2 separate regions of the Gossypium hirsutum genome follow, and region 1 is linked to region 2. A link is a contact called in public Hi-C data. All regions are on one chromosome and are shown on one strand. The core of a region is the stretch at or near the end of the contact, and the rest is flanking DNA. Distances in the headings are between cores, read along the strand shown. Region 1 holds the start of LOC107903536 (receptor-like protein kinase THESEUS 1). Region 2 has its middle 6.7 kb from the start of LOC107903540.

Evidence for each region. A called contact is a pair of places that touch in the nucleus more often than the background predicts.
Region 1: a contact with region 2 is called in a Hi-C map of fibers, with 4 times the contacts expected there. The contact joins the promoter of LOC107903536 here to the enhancer-like site in region 2. A contact is called at or near these places in 13 of 34 Hi-C or Micro-C datasets (callus, fibers, hypocotyl and 3 more).

What each region holds. Positions count from the first base shown.
Region 1 is chrD05:61,512,613-61,518,814 of Gossypium_hirsutum_v2.1, reverse strand. It overlaps LOC107903536 (receptor-like protein kinase THESEUS 1), which reads right to left and starts at 1,822. Exons shown (of 1, transcript XM_016829610.2): 1 at 1-1,822. The coding sequence starts at 1,822. LOC107903539 (cycloartenol synthase) reads right to left here and starts at 6,009. Exons shown (of 2, transcript XM_016829612.2): 1 at 5,734-6,009; 2 at 3,884-5,364. The coding sequence starts at 5,805. The coding sequence ends at 5,101.
Region 2 is chrD05:61,457,340-61,464,249 of Gossypium_hirsutum_v2.1, reverse strand. No RefSeq gene overlaps it. Among protein-coding and RNA genes, the nearest start is that of LOC107903540, 6.7 kb to the right of the region's middle. Within about 2 kb of position 5,194, at least 3 of the 9 cell types and tissues checked have an H3K27ac peak or open chromatin away from gene starts, as enhancers often do. A contact at or near this core is called in fibers, where this site is marked.

The DNA.
Region 1 (6,202 bases), core at 573-3,072, 58 kb before region 2:
CTCTAGCAGCGCCAATGCATATATCAAGTCGTTGCTTCCATGTTAGAGATGGAAAATTTGTTCCATAAAGATGGCTTCTAAGGGGTCCATTAGCCATATACTCATAAACAAGAATCGTTTCCGATCTTTCATCACAGTAGCCAATAAGAGAGACAAGGTGACGGTGACGAAGTTTAGATAGCATTTCAATTTCAGTCATAAATTCAGCAAGGCCTTGTTCGGATCTCGAGTTACCTCTTTTGACAGCACAATTAGTCCCATCTTCAAGCATTCCTCTGTAGACCCTACCAAAACCACCAACTCCTAGTAGTAGACTCTCATCAAATTTGTTGGTAGCATCAAGGATTTCTTGGAGGCTGAAGAACTGACCGAAACTCGAGGAGGCCGATGAGATGCAGCTTGCCGTTCCACTCTTTTTTGATGCCATCGACATTTTGGTCATTGTTTGAGAGTTTCCGTGTAAGGGATGTCCTTGATGATTAGCTTTAGGCTTCCGCATCAACAGGCAACAACAGCAGAATCCGATGAACACCAGTGCAATTACAGCTCCAACAAGAGAACCAATTATTATCCATATCTTGTTCTTCTTCAGAGATGATAGCGGAAGGAGATTCTTTACAGAAGAAACCCCATCGAGGCTACCAGCCTCATTGCTGATTTTCATAATCTCCAACCCGCTCAATGTTGCATTAGTGATATCCGTCACTGAATCCGGACCAATACTAACAGTCAAAGTATCAGAACCCGCTGAGGAACTGGAGATGAAGTCCATATAGTAAGGCACATTTAGGTTGCTCGTCAATGTTGATAGGTCAAGACTTGCAGCAGCAATATCATCATTTAAGTACAGATTGAAAACCAAAGCATAGAGAGACTGACTGGAGATATCACAAAAATGTGCCCGGACGAAGTACCTGAAGTTTGGATTGACAGGGAAGACCCAAGTTATATTGAAGTTCATGTTAGATACATTTGCATCACCCATGGTTTCAGCAGTAGCATAGACCCAATTCGGTGCTGTTTCCTCTGTAATGGAAGCAGTATATTTGATGGAAGCTGGATCGATTGAAACATTCAGAGCAGAACCATTTACACGGAGATATTTCGAATCATTCTCCCATGTTCTTCCCAGTGTATCATTCTGAGCACTAATCAAGGGCCCTCCCATGTTTAACCGATAAACAGTTTCCATCCCAAACTCCGAAAGACCACTAATAGGAGTAGATCGATTCAGAGCTAATGCCTGGTCAGGCAAGACTGAATCTGGGATGGACACAACTTCGATCGCATTAACAAACGAAACCAAATCATTCCAAGGAACAAACGTAAGCGACAAGGTAACAGAAGTCACATTGATTGCAAACTCCTTGAACAAAAAAGAACCATTATAGTTCTCGAAAGTGAAGTTGTTCAACAACACGAAACCATCAGTGACAACCGTTATCGGAGCAGATATCAAGTTATGTCCCGATTTCGGAACCACAACAGGAAAAAAATATAGCCGGATCCAATGCCGACCTCGTTGTTTGATATCGAACTCGTATGAAGCAATGCTGGAAAAAATCCGAGCGGATCGAAATATAGAAGATGGAACACTGGAATTAGAGCTAGCAACATAATAACTTCTTTTGGCCTTTAAGGAAATTGAAGAATGAAGAAAATCAGGAACAAAAGTTCTACCTTGAAATGTGACATTTTGTGAAGAACCACAAACAATTAAGTAGTTATCAGTAGGAGTGAATGATGCCTGTATTCTTCTATAACCCAAAAATTCAAACAAAATAACAGCTAAAACCAAAGATAGCCACTTCCCTACATTCATCTTCAACAATAAACCCCAAAGTTCTCAATAAACTAACATATAAAGAAACCCCAAATTCCCATCAAAATTTGAACCTTAAAATACTAATAATTCAACCCCTAACTAGAACCCTAATGCAGAATGACTACTAAAGATTAAAACCTTCATCAATGGCCATACCTCAAAAATGAAGCCAAAAAGAGAAACAAACCAGCTATTCCCTGGTAGGAAAAAGTGCAGCAGCTGTATATAAAATCAACTACTTTTCCACTCGTTTTGGTTAAGCTGACTTTTTGAGGGAAAAACTAAGAGGACCCAACAGTTCTAATGAAAGAAAATTACGTAATTGTCTTTAATATGTGTCTTTGAATTTTCAGCCTGGGAAAAAATGTATCACTTCCCATCAAAATCCAGCTGTTTGTTATGTCTCTCTCTATTACTCTGTACACTGAAAAAGGTTTGAATTTTCAGAGTATTCATTAGCCTCACAAGCATTGGACCCTGGTTATGATATAATTTTTTGGGTAAATTGCACTAGTAGTCACCTAACGATTAGTAAATTTCTTTTTGGGTCACTCAAATATGAAAGGTTACAAAATTGTTACTCAATTATTCGATTTTGTTTTTGTTGGTCACCAGCTGGCTAAAGTAAAAATAAAAATACCAAAAAATCCAAGATAGTGGGGTGACAAAAAAAAGATAAAATTGAATAGTTTGAGTGTCCATTCTACAACTTTTCATAGTTAGATGACTAAAAAAGAAATTTACTAATACTTGAGTGATTATTTTATAACTTTTCATAGTTGAGTGGGCAAAAATGAAATTTACTAATAGTTGAGTGGGCAAAAATGAAACCCACTTTTAGCATAATTTTAGAGAGATCTCTCGACTTTGGTCAAATGTCAAAAACAAAAGTGCCCTTGTGTTAAATTGGCTAATGTGCCACATCAACAATTCATTAGTGGATTAACAGGATTTTTAATTATTAGTGACTAATTTTAACAATTACTTAATTAGATTGACTAAATTGAGAAATAGAATTTAGAGTGACCAAGATAGGACAAACCCTATTTTAGAGTAACCTTGAGTATAGTTTACCCTTCTTCTTTTTAACTAAATGTTGATTAAATCATTAATTTTTTAACGATGTTGGCATGACAACTCGCATGACAGCCAATGTGTACTTCATGCTAATATGGTATTATTTATTTTATATGTCATTTCAACAAATAATTTAAAAATATATATTCAAAATTCAAAAAATTATAAAAAAAATCGTAAAAAATATTAGTATGAAGTATATGTAGATTGTCATGTTTAAAAAAATTAATGTTTTAGCCAATAACTCCATTAAAAAACAATAATTTGACTCTTTTTAAAAAGTTGGTGGTTAAATTCGACTCTTTTTAAATGGTTTAATGCCAACTTTAACTCGGACCAAATTAATAAAAAAATATAAACACTAAAAACTAAATTTAACATTATTTCTTTTCACTAAAAAGAGCATTATGCATATTTTTAATTCTCATTAAATTTAATTTTTTTTAGTCTCGTAATTAAGTGATTTTTTTTTACTCTTAAAACGTAACAATTCAACTCCAAACTATTTTAGTAAAAAAAATTATTTCGAAATCTTTTAATTTCATTTAGATATTCTAAAATAAAATTCTTGACTTCGTCTTGTAATAATAATAATTATTTTACACAAGTTTTGCTAATTTAGGCTCCGTTTGATTGCCAGTAAAATTTTTTCCGTAAAATAATTTCTAGAAAATGTTTTACTTTTATGTAAAATGATTTACTGGAAAATATTTTCTGGTGTTTGATTGAATCTGTGTAAAATATTTTCTGCTGTTTGGCAGATTTTCGAAAAATATTTTCCGGAAAAATTGTTTTTACATATATTAATATATATTAATAAATTTTTATATTTTAAATTGTTTTTACATATATTGAATGATTTATTTATAAATAAATAAATCAAATTAAATATATAATAATACTCAATTATTAAAATATAAAAGCATTGCAAACTACTTCCGAAATTTACTGATTAGTAGTGAATCAATTGTAGTGATCTCCTGATGAAATTACGCTCAGCATAAAAGCAATTTTTTTGTTGTCTTACAAACAACACAGATAGCATCATTATCAAATTTCAGCCACTCTCAAGTATAACCAATTCCTTAGCCAACCAATCTACATTGTAACACAAAGCTATCTCCTATAAAATTTATCCCAATGCACACATTTACAGACATAAATATGTATATATGTATGCCTTCAATAAATAGATAACCATATGCATGCAATCAGCTATGTTCTAGGATAGAATTGTGGGTGTGATAGGACCCACAAACTTCTTCCCATACAAAAACGACATTGGCAGATACACCATTCGACAAAGACACCACATTCTTCCTACAGAATTGTACAAAATTATTGTCTAGAATAGAATAATGTAGAACCTTTGGAACAGATATAAGACCTGTAAAAAGGAGACTATTTACTAACAAACTTTTGAAAGGAACCATGTTCTAGGATCCACTCACGTGCTTTCTCAATTGCCCCTTCTCCACCTTCAGCACCTTCACCAAGCAGCCTCAAGCTAACATAATTTAACACAGTACCAAGCATGGTGCTTAGACCTTCAATGTGAAAACCCCAACCACCATCTTTATTTTGCAAGAAAACAAACAACTCTCAGAACAGAGCAATTTTCTTCATTTGTTTATATGGTAATGACAATGCCAACTGACATCGAATAGTTAGTAAAAGGCAATTGACCTAAGTGGGTTGGTTTTCCTTTCATCCAGATAGCACTATGCTTGCTTAGAACAAGCTCAACTGATGTGAGAAACATTCCAGAGAGCTAGCAGACAATAATAACATAATTATGTCATAATTAGTTCATAACATAATATCTACTCAACAAGTGGAAATCATAAAATCTTAAACACACACAGTGCACATTGTTTGCCTGATGATTGTACAGATATCTGCATATCTCATATTGATGCTCTTTTGATAAGACAGTATTCAAGGCTCCAGTAACATATAATGTAATAACCTGTTGCAGTTTATAAACAAAGCTTAAATTACATATCATCCAATTATTAGTTGTTGAGAGATGAAACAATGTCAAGGTAATCAGAAAGCTATTGAAATGTAATTATCAAGGGATCTCAGAGTTAAAAAAATAGACATAATGACAAAATAAATGATTGGTTCTTCCACTACACGTACAAATGTGAAATGTCAAAAGATTTTGAGAAGCAGAAATTTAATTTCTTTGTAGATTAAGCCACAGAAAAGACATTAGTAATTTCCACATTAACAAACAGATCAGAATCAGATATAGCTTTGTTAAGCCTTATCAAACCAGGAAGTAGAAACATAGTGCCCCCATAATCTCCTGGCCAATGTCCATCATCTGTTTGTATTGTTGAATAAAAATCAAGGGCACTGCACAATGTTGTCATTACAGCCTCTTCCTTGACATCTTCAAACTCTTCCAGTTTGGTTTGTGGTAAATTAGTGACAGATTGTTTCTCCTCCGCAAACTACATCCAGAAAGAACTATAATGACCTTCAAAATGCAAAATGGCTAAAACAAACAACAATGGTTTAGACAACGTGTCAAAAACAAGAAATCTTTTCTCCACTCTTAATTGTTTCCATATAATCTGGATATGAAGTTTACCACAGCAGAAGAGAAAAGTTTTAAGCTTCTTCTTTTTCCTTTTTTGAAGTTTTTTGTCAAATCATGAAATCAATCATAGAAGTAAAATTTCCCTGCAATGGAAAGACTAAAGAGAACTATATGGAAATCCCAACCGCAGAGAACCAATTCTTCCAAAATTGGAAAACAAATTACATGAACAACTAATTAACAAAAAACCCCAAATCTCAATTTCAGCACCCAGATTAACCTGAATTCTCATGAGAAGATCAGAACTGTGTTTTTTGTGGAAACGGTTATCCCGAAAACTCTGACGATCCATTTCCACCTTAGAAAGCTCTTCTGGGGTTCCTGATTCAGGGCAGAATTCCCAGACTTGATGAACACCGGTGTCTGGTGTTAAGAATCGGTGTTGGCTGATGGCTTGTAATTGATTTTATGCGAGGAAAATATTTTCAGCCAAACAAACACTGGAAAAGGCGGAAAACCTTTTCCGGAAAATGTTTTACTACAATCAAACAGACCATTAATATCAGAAAGGTCCATGAAAATCCTGTCACGTGAAGTTTCTATATTTTGTTTAATCCTTTCAAAAATATGAAAATAATAAATTAATAGATTATAAATTTATAAAATTATGTTTGATTTTTTAAAAATTTATTATTTAATTTCGGTTCCTTAAAAAAAATTTAGATTCACCCCTAGGAACAAATATAAAT
Region 2 (6,910 bases), core at 3,945-6,444:
TGATATTTTTTTGGTTTTCCTCGATTTGCCTTTACAGGAGGATATAACTTTCCTTATATAGATGGAGAGGCTCACAAACAGACAAACTTATAGTACAGATATTTTTCATAAAGAAAATAGTACAAGATATCTTTATAGTACAGATATTTTACATAAAGAAAACAGTACAAGATATCTTTATTGAAAGCAAACAGTAAAAGTAGGATTCCTTCTTTAATCATAGTCGGTGGACTCATCTGATGTGAGATTAAGATTAATGATACGGTCTTGCTTTTCTTGCTTTTTTTGATAGATTTCTAGCTGGAGAGCATCATGGCGTAAATTTGGATCAAAATCTTCATCCGTATCTTCATGTTGTGACTGAGAATCTTGAATCCTTATCTTGTCAAGATTGATTTAGCTGCAGTACCAAGGATAATCTTGAGACCATTCTATTGGATGTGGAATACTTTTGTAATATTCTTGAATAGCCTTTACAATTTCTTCATGATAGGGTTTATGCTGAACTGGCCAAGTATCCCATAGAGTAGTGACATCTAGAAGAGGCCACATTTCAAATGGAATGGCCTTATTAAGCTGAGGGATTTTTGAATATTTTTATAATGGTTATCAGAATTTCAGATATCATCAGGGAAAACTCTGTGAATCCAAGCAGTAGGAAAAGATGCTAGTTGAGTTGGTATTCCATATTGCATGAAATATTGAAAGATAATTATCATGTAAAGTCCCAATTTTTCATGGTAAGATTGATTTATCATGTTCAACCATTGTGGTAAAGGATGAAGCTAGCTTAGAAAAGTAAAGAAATTATGATGTTCATGTTCAATGTTTCCTCGAACCTCTTTTGTCAAATAGTAAAGACCAGGAACAAAAAACTGGATGGCAATATGGTAAAGATGAGTGAATTACCATAAAAACCATTTCAGTTCTTCTGGTTGTTCAAAAAATTCAAACCTTATTGGGTGTATGAATGGATATTCTGGATGTACACCCCAAGGTTTAAGAATAAGGACCCAAAAATTTTTAAAGACCTGAAATTGATATTCAAACATCATCTCTTTGGTCTTTTTATGAAAGGTTTTTTTGATGCACAAGATTCATGACTTCTAATGGAAATTCTGAGTTAAGGTTAGGGGTGATTGGGTAAGAGATAGGTAAAGTTGAAGATGATGAGGATGGCCTATACATCATTATAGGCTTAGGCCAACTAGATAAGGTTCTTTTGAAAGCAAATATTTCAGTTTTAGGCCTAAAAAGGAAATCAACAAGAATATTGTCCTTTCCTTTGATGTGTTTAGTGTCAAAAGAAAATTGGAAAACCATTCAGCCTACCTAAGGAGCTGAGGGTGTAAGACTGTTTTTTGTTTAAACTTGAGCGTTTGAGGGAAAGAAGACATGTCCATTTCACCAAGGAAATGATATCCTGCAAGATGAAATTCAAACTTTGAGATACCTTTTTTAACTGCCAAGATTTCCTTGAAGGTAGAATGGTAATGAATTTCGGCTTAAAAAAATCTTCCACTTTTGAATCCGCAAAGGTGTCTTTTTCCTTGTTTTTCCTCAAATAATATTACACTCCAATATTTGTCACTGGTATCTGTCTGTAGAATTCGTTTTCCATCAAAAGGAATTTAGAGTGGAGGTAAATTTTGTAACATTTCTTTCAGACGTTGTACAACTTTTGTTTGATGAGACGATCATGTTGGAGGTTCCTTCTTAAGCATATTTCTTAAAGGGTTAATATACTTAGAAACCTTAGGAATAAAGTCTCTAAGATAATTAACAATCCCTAAGAATTGTTGAACTTGTTTTTTAGACAGGTTTTCATCTGGAAACTTAAGAAGTTCTTGTGCAATATGTGGTCTTGGAGAGTATTGTCCATCTTTCAGTGTCATTCCCAGGAATTCAATTTCTAGTTTATTGATTTGCATCTTCTTTTCTGAGAGCATTATCCCATGTTTGAGAATGAGGAATTTGAATTCTTCCAGAAGTTGAACATGAAATTCTTCATTTGGACTATAAAGAAGGATGCCATCAATATAGATCAACGCATTTTCCATCAGAGGTTGGAAATTTTTTATCATTGCCTTTTGGAATAATGAAGGAGTAGTTTTTAATCCAAATGGCATGACTTTCCACTGAAAATGCTTGTTAGGAATACAAAACCCTGTTTTAAATTTGTCATCTGGGTGGATTCCTAGTTGCCAAAATCCTGCCTTGAGGTTGAATTTTGAAAATATCATTGCTTTAGCCAGACTGGAGAAAAGAGAATTTCTGTTTGGTAACGGAAATTTGTCATCTTTTAAGGAAATGGTTAAGAGGTTGGTAATTAATAACCAATCTTAACTTTCCTCTGGCTTGTTTAAATATTTTATTTACATAGAAAGCCTCACATGCTCATTGAGAATTTGATGGCTCAATTAAATCTTGTTGTTGAAGCTCTTTGCATTCTTATTCTGCTAGCAACAAATGATCTAGATTCATACCCATATGACTGGCTTTTGTTGAGTTTATGCCTTCACTTTTCTTAAATTGAAGGGTAATAAAGAATTCAAAATTTTTCCATAAAGGATTTGAACATTTAAGCTGGAATTCTGAATGAGAGTCTGCATAAGATTTTTCTTTAAGCTATTGGACAATTTGGAGAATTTTTTCTGACTAGATAGAGAAAAGTTTAGGTATGGAGACAAAAGGTTGAAACAGATTTTTGAAACATACTCCATCAAGAAGGACCCTTAAGTGTTAAGCTTTTGTGTAAAGGTCAAAACCCACTACAATATCTTTTTCTAGGAGTTTTGAACCCAATACTGTAGTTTTAACACAACCTGGAAAGAACTGAATAGTAATAGGCTTACTAATCAAGTGGGTAGCAAAAGGATGGTCTGCAGTGGAATTAAAGTACCTGACATGTGGCTTCCACCAATTTGTGGGTAAAACATTTGGGTTCATAATGGTTTCAGCTGCTCTAGTATCTATAAAGGCAATTACAGTAATGGGCTTACTATATTTGTCTAAATAGATTTTAACAGGAATACAGGGAACTGGTATCATGTTGCCATTGTCCTTTTGGGTTTGGGCTTGTAGCATATGAACATCTGAATATTCTGAATCTGAATCTGAGATTTCATCAGGATATGCAAGAATAGCACAAATAGCCCTTTCTGATGGTTCATCTTCAATGGAACAAACGGACTATATATCATCTTCTTTTTTATCTTTATTCCTGATTGTTGAATCAATTGTACAATCTTTTTTGCCCTCTTCTTATTTCTTGGAAAATCTCTTGAATAATGCCCATTTTGCTTGCAAATGTAACAACGATCAGACTTTGTTGATTCTCGCTTCTTCTTGAGATACTTCTATTGTGGCCTTTTTCTCTTCCATTTTGAAGAAGTTGTTTTCTTTGAAAAAGAATATTTCAGAAAATGTTTATTTTTCTTAGAACGGTAGACACAAGACTTGTCTTTAGGGCATTTATATTTTAAATAGGATTCATCACATGCACGATCAATCCTCTTGTCACCATGGAGATAGTCTTTGAATATTTTTCTCCTGTTGCAAATGTCTTCTAAGGTAATAAAAACTTATTGTTGGATTTCTCCAACTGTTAAATGAAGAATGTATTTATTTTGCCTTTGGAGAGCTTGATTGACTGCAACCTGGAGAGGATTCGGAAGAGATGAAAGAATTACGGGCTTTAGATTTGAATTAAGACCTAAAGCACAAAATAATCTAGTCATTATTTTAAAATGCTTTGCTAGGTCTCTTTTGCCATACGAGCAACATTTTCTTTTGTAAAACTCTCGTCGTATTGGTTGGGCAAGGTCTTGGAGGACTAAACATTGCATTTGATCTTATTGGCTAATTGAATTCCACTAATCTAGCAACATTCTAATAAACCTGGATACAAATTCCATAAGGATATTGTAATTGCTTTCTTCAGTAAGCTTACGAGTTTCAAGCCATGAGTGAAATTCTTGAATTCTATTTGGCCATTTTTCTTGTGGAATATCATCAAGAGCAAAGGTGGTTCTACCAATAGAGGTTTTTTGTGTAGGACGATTCTGTGATGAAGATAATTCTGGTGCTTCTGACATATCTTCGTCATCTGATTGTTCCACCTTTGGCTGGGTTTGTAAAACTTTTGAAATGCTTTCTTCCTTTGGTTGACATTTTGATGATGAATCTGATGATGAATTTGAATCAAACCAATCAATATTAGTGTCTGATTGTTACTCTTGGAGCTATAAAGCTGAAAATTTTAGGATCATTGAATCCTTACAATCCTTTAAAAAAGTTGTCAATGGATTTTGATTCTGGTTTTGTTGAATCATCAGAGACTTAGAAGCTTGTTTTGGAGGAGGTGATTTTGGAGGAGACTTGTCTGTTACTGGCCTTTTGCCAAGTCTAATTTCTTCTTGACAGTCTTCTTCCTTTTAGCCATTTCAGCTTCTTCAGTGGCTTTTTTCTTCTTTTTCTTTTCAGCTTCTTATTTTTTGATTTCCAGAAATATTTCATAGGTACTAGGTTTAGTCCGTTCTGGAAATTTTGGAAAGGTAATACGAAATCTTTCAGCTGGAATTGTATTTTTCTGATGAATCGAAGGAAACAACTCCACTGATTCTGATCGTGGAGATGATGCTAGGATTTTGCCAGTTTCTTAAAGCACTTTAATTTATTCTTTGAGATTTTGGATTTCTTTTTCTCTTTACGCTAAATGACAAAAGAAATCTTGTCCTGGGGCAGTTGGCTCTTTAGCCACAACATCCAATCTTTTTTGCAAAAGATTGATAAGATCTTTTACCATTTTTGTATTGTCATTAACTTTGTTTTCAACAGCTGAGATCTTTGAATCAATTCTTTTCAAGGTTTGATTCTGAGTCAAAGCATTTTCAGTCTACCAGTTAAGAGTAGCTTCTGCAGCATTTATTTTTGCAAATGCAGCAGAAATGTCAATTTGGATTTTGGAAGGGATTTCAGGTGCATAAGTATAATTCTTTTCAGTGTATTCCTCAAGAGGTGGAAATTCTTTGTCATATGATATTCCTGAAAAAGGTTGTAACATACATACGACGAGAATTGGTTTTGGTTCAGGCAAAGGATTTTTCTGAACCCATTTGTTTATCTTTTTATAACATGGTTGGGGAAAAGGTTTTGGTTTTCTTTGAGATGCAAAATTTTGTGGAGGAAGAGGTTTTGGAGTAGGAGGAGAATTGCAAAGCTTTGGAGGAGTTTCTTGGACTGGTGATGGCAATTTAGCTGAATAATCCACAAGGTAAATAAATTTACCATTGTCTTTACCAAGTGGTCCAATATTTGGATCTCCTTCCATCTATTTTTTTGTAAAATTCTGACTGAGTGGATTTTTTCTTATTCTTCTTTTTCCCCGATTTTGAAACTGAGTGATCCATACTATCAATCCATGCGCTGAACCTATCATCAGCACATAATTCACACGAACAATTCAAATCCCAAGGAAATGTCCAGTATTTTCATCTTTAAACATGTACAAAGTTTTTTCATCAGCAGAAAAACTCAGCCCTAAATTTCTTTCTGGACCAGGCTCACAAAGATCACAGCAACATTCTGGATCTTCATTATCATTACCCACTGTTGGATTTCCTGTGGGTTGCATCATTAGTTGTGTGGGAAAGATAGAAGGGCCTTTGGGGCTGTGAAGATGACTATGATCAAAATTTATTTCTATGGTTCCATCTCCCTTGGATATGATCTGACTTTTAGTAGACTGGATGGGTTGGCTATGTTCATGGAGCTGTTCATAGTTGGTGACCCATTTCTCTGCAAGAAGTTTGATGAGTTCCTTCTTGGGAATGTGAATGGGAACATAAACACAATGAGGTTGATCATTGGTGTTGACGGTGATTAAAAGGGAGTCTCCTATACCATGTCGTGAGAGATTAAAAGCATGGTCCTGGATCTTATAGACAATCTAATAGTGCAAAGTAGCAACTATTGTAGATGGTACTTGATGTGCTCCAATAATCTGAATCTGGACTTTGAGAGTTGTAAGCAGATTTGGATATGTTAGTGACATAGTAAAATTTGGGAAAAGAGTAACCATGACCAGACTAGAGTTTAAAGTGGCTTCAATGGTAACAATGCAAGCATGCTAATATTCCAAATATCTGGAATCTAGTAGAACAATTCTTGCTACAACAGGTTTTCCTTCTCCACCACGATAGTTTAGTTCCAGTTGGATTGCTCCAAAATGGATATGAGAATAACCTGCTTGTATCCATTCTCTAGGAAATTCTGATGGAATTTCAAGAGTAACAAACTGTTTGGAAGAAGAAGCAGAAATGAGGTAACTATCAAACCTAGAGGCTTGAATATACTCCTTTACTTGCTTAGAAGTGCTATGAATCAATGTTTTTATAGACCTAATAGGAGAAAAATGAGCTTTTTTATAAGTAGAATAAGAATTTACAGTGGGAAGGTCAGTAAGTTGAACCTTATCCTCCTCCCTAAGATAGTTTATTTCATACAGAAGAAATTTTCTTAGCAGAATGTGACTTTAAGGGTATACTAGGCAATGAAAGAGAAGTTGAAGAAGTAGAAGGACGTGATAATATTTTATCAGTCATGATTATTCTTACAATCTAATCCATAAGCCTTAATTTCTAAATTCTCATTTCTAACCATTCAAGACATTTAATTAATGAATATTATCCAACTAATAAACCTCTAATCCGACAGCTTACCAATTTTTCGAAATCTCTCGATTTAACTTCTCAAAATGATTTAGTTTAAGAAATTTGATCTAAAATTAAACTTTTTGACACCGACAAAAATCAGGCTTCAACTCAATTTTGATTCAAAATTGTGTTGTTGTTGTTCAAACTTCAATTTGCTAAGAGTTTTTATTAAAGGATTGATTAGATTTATTGAT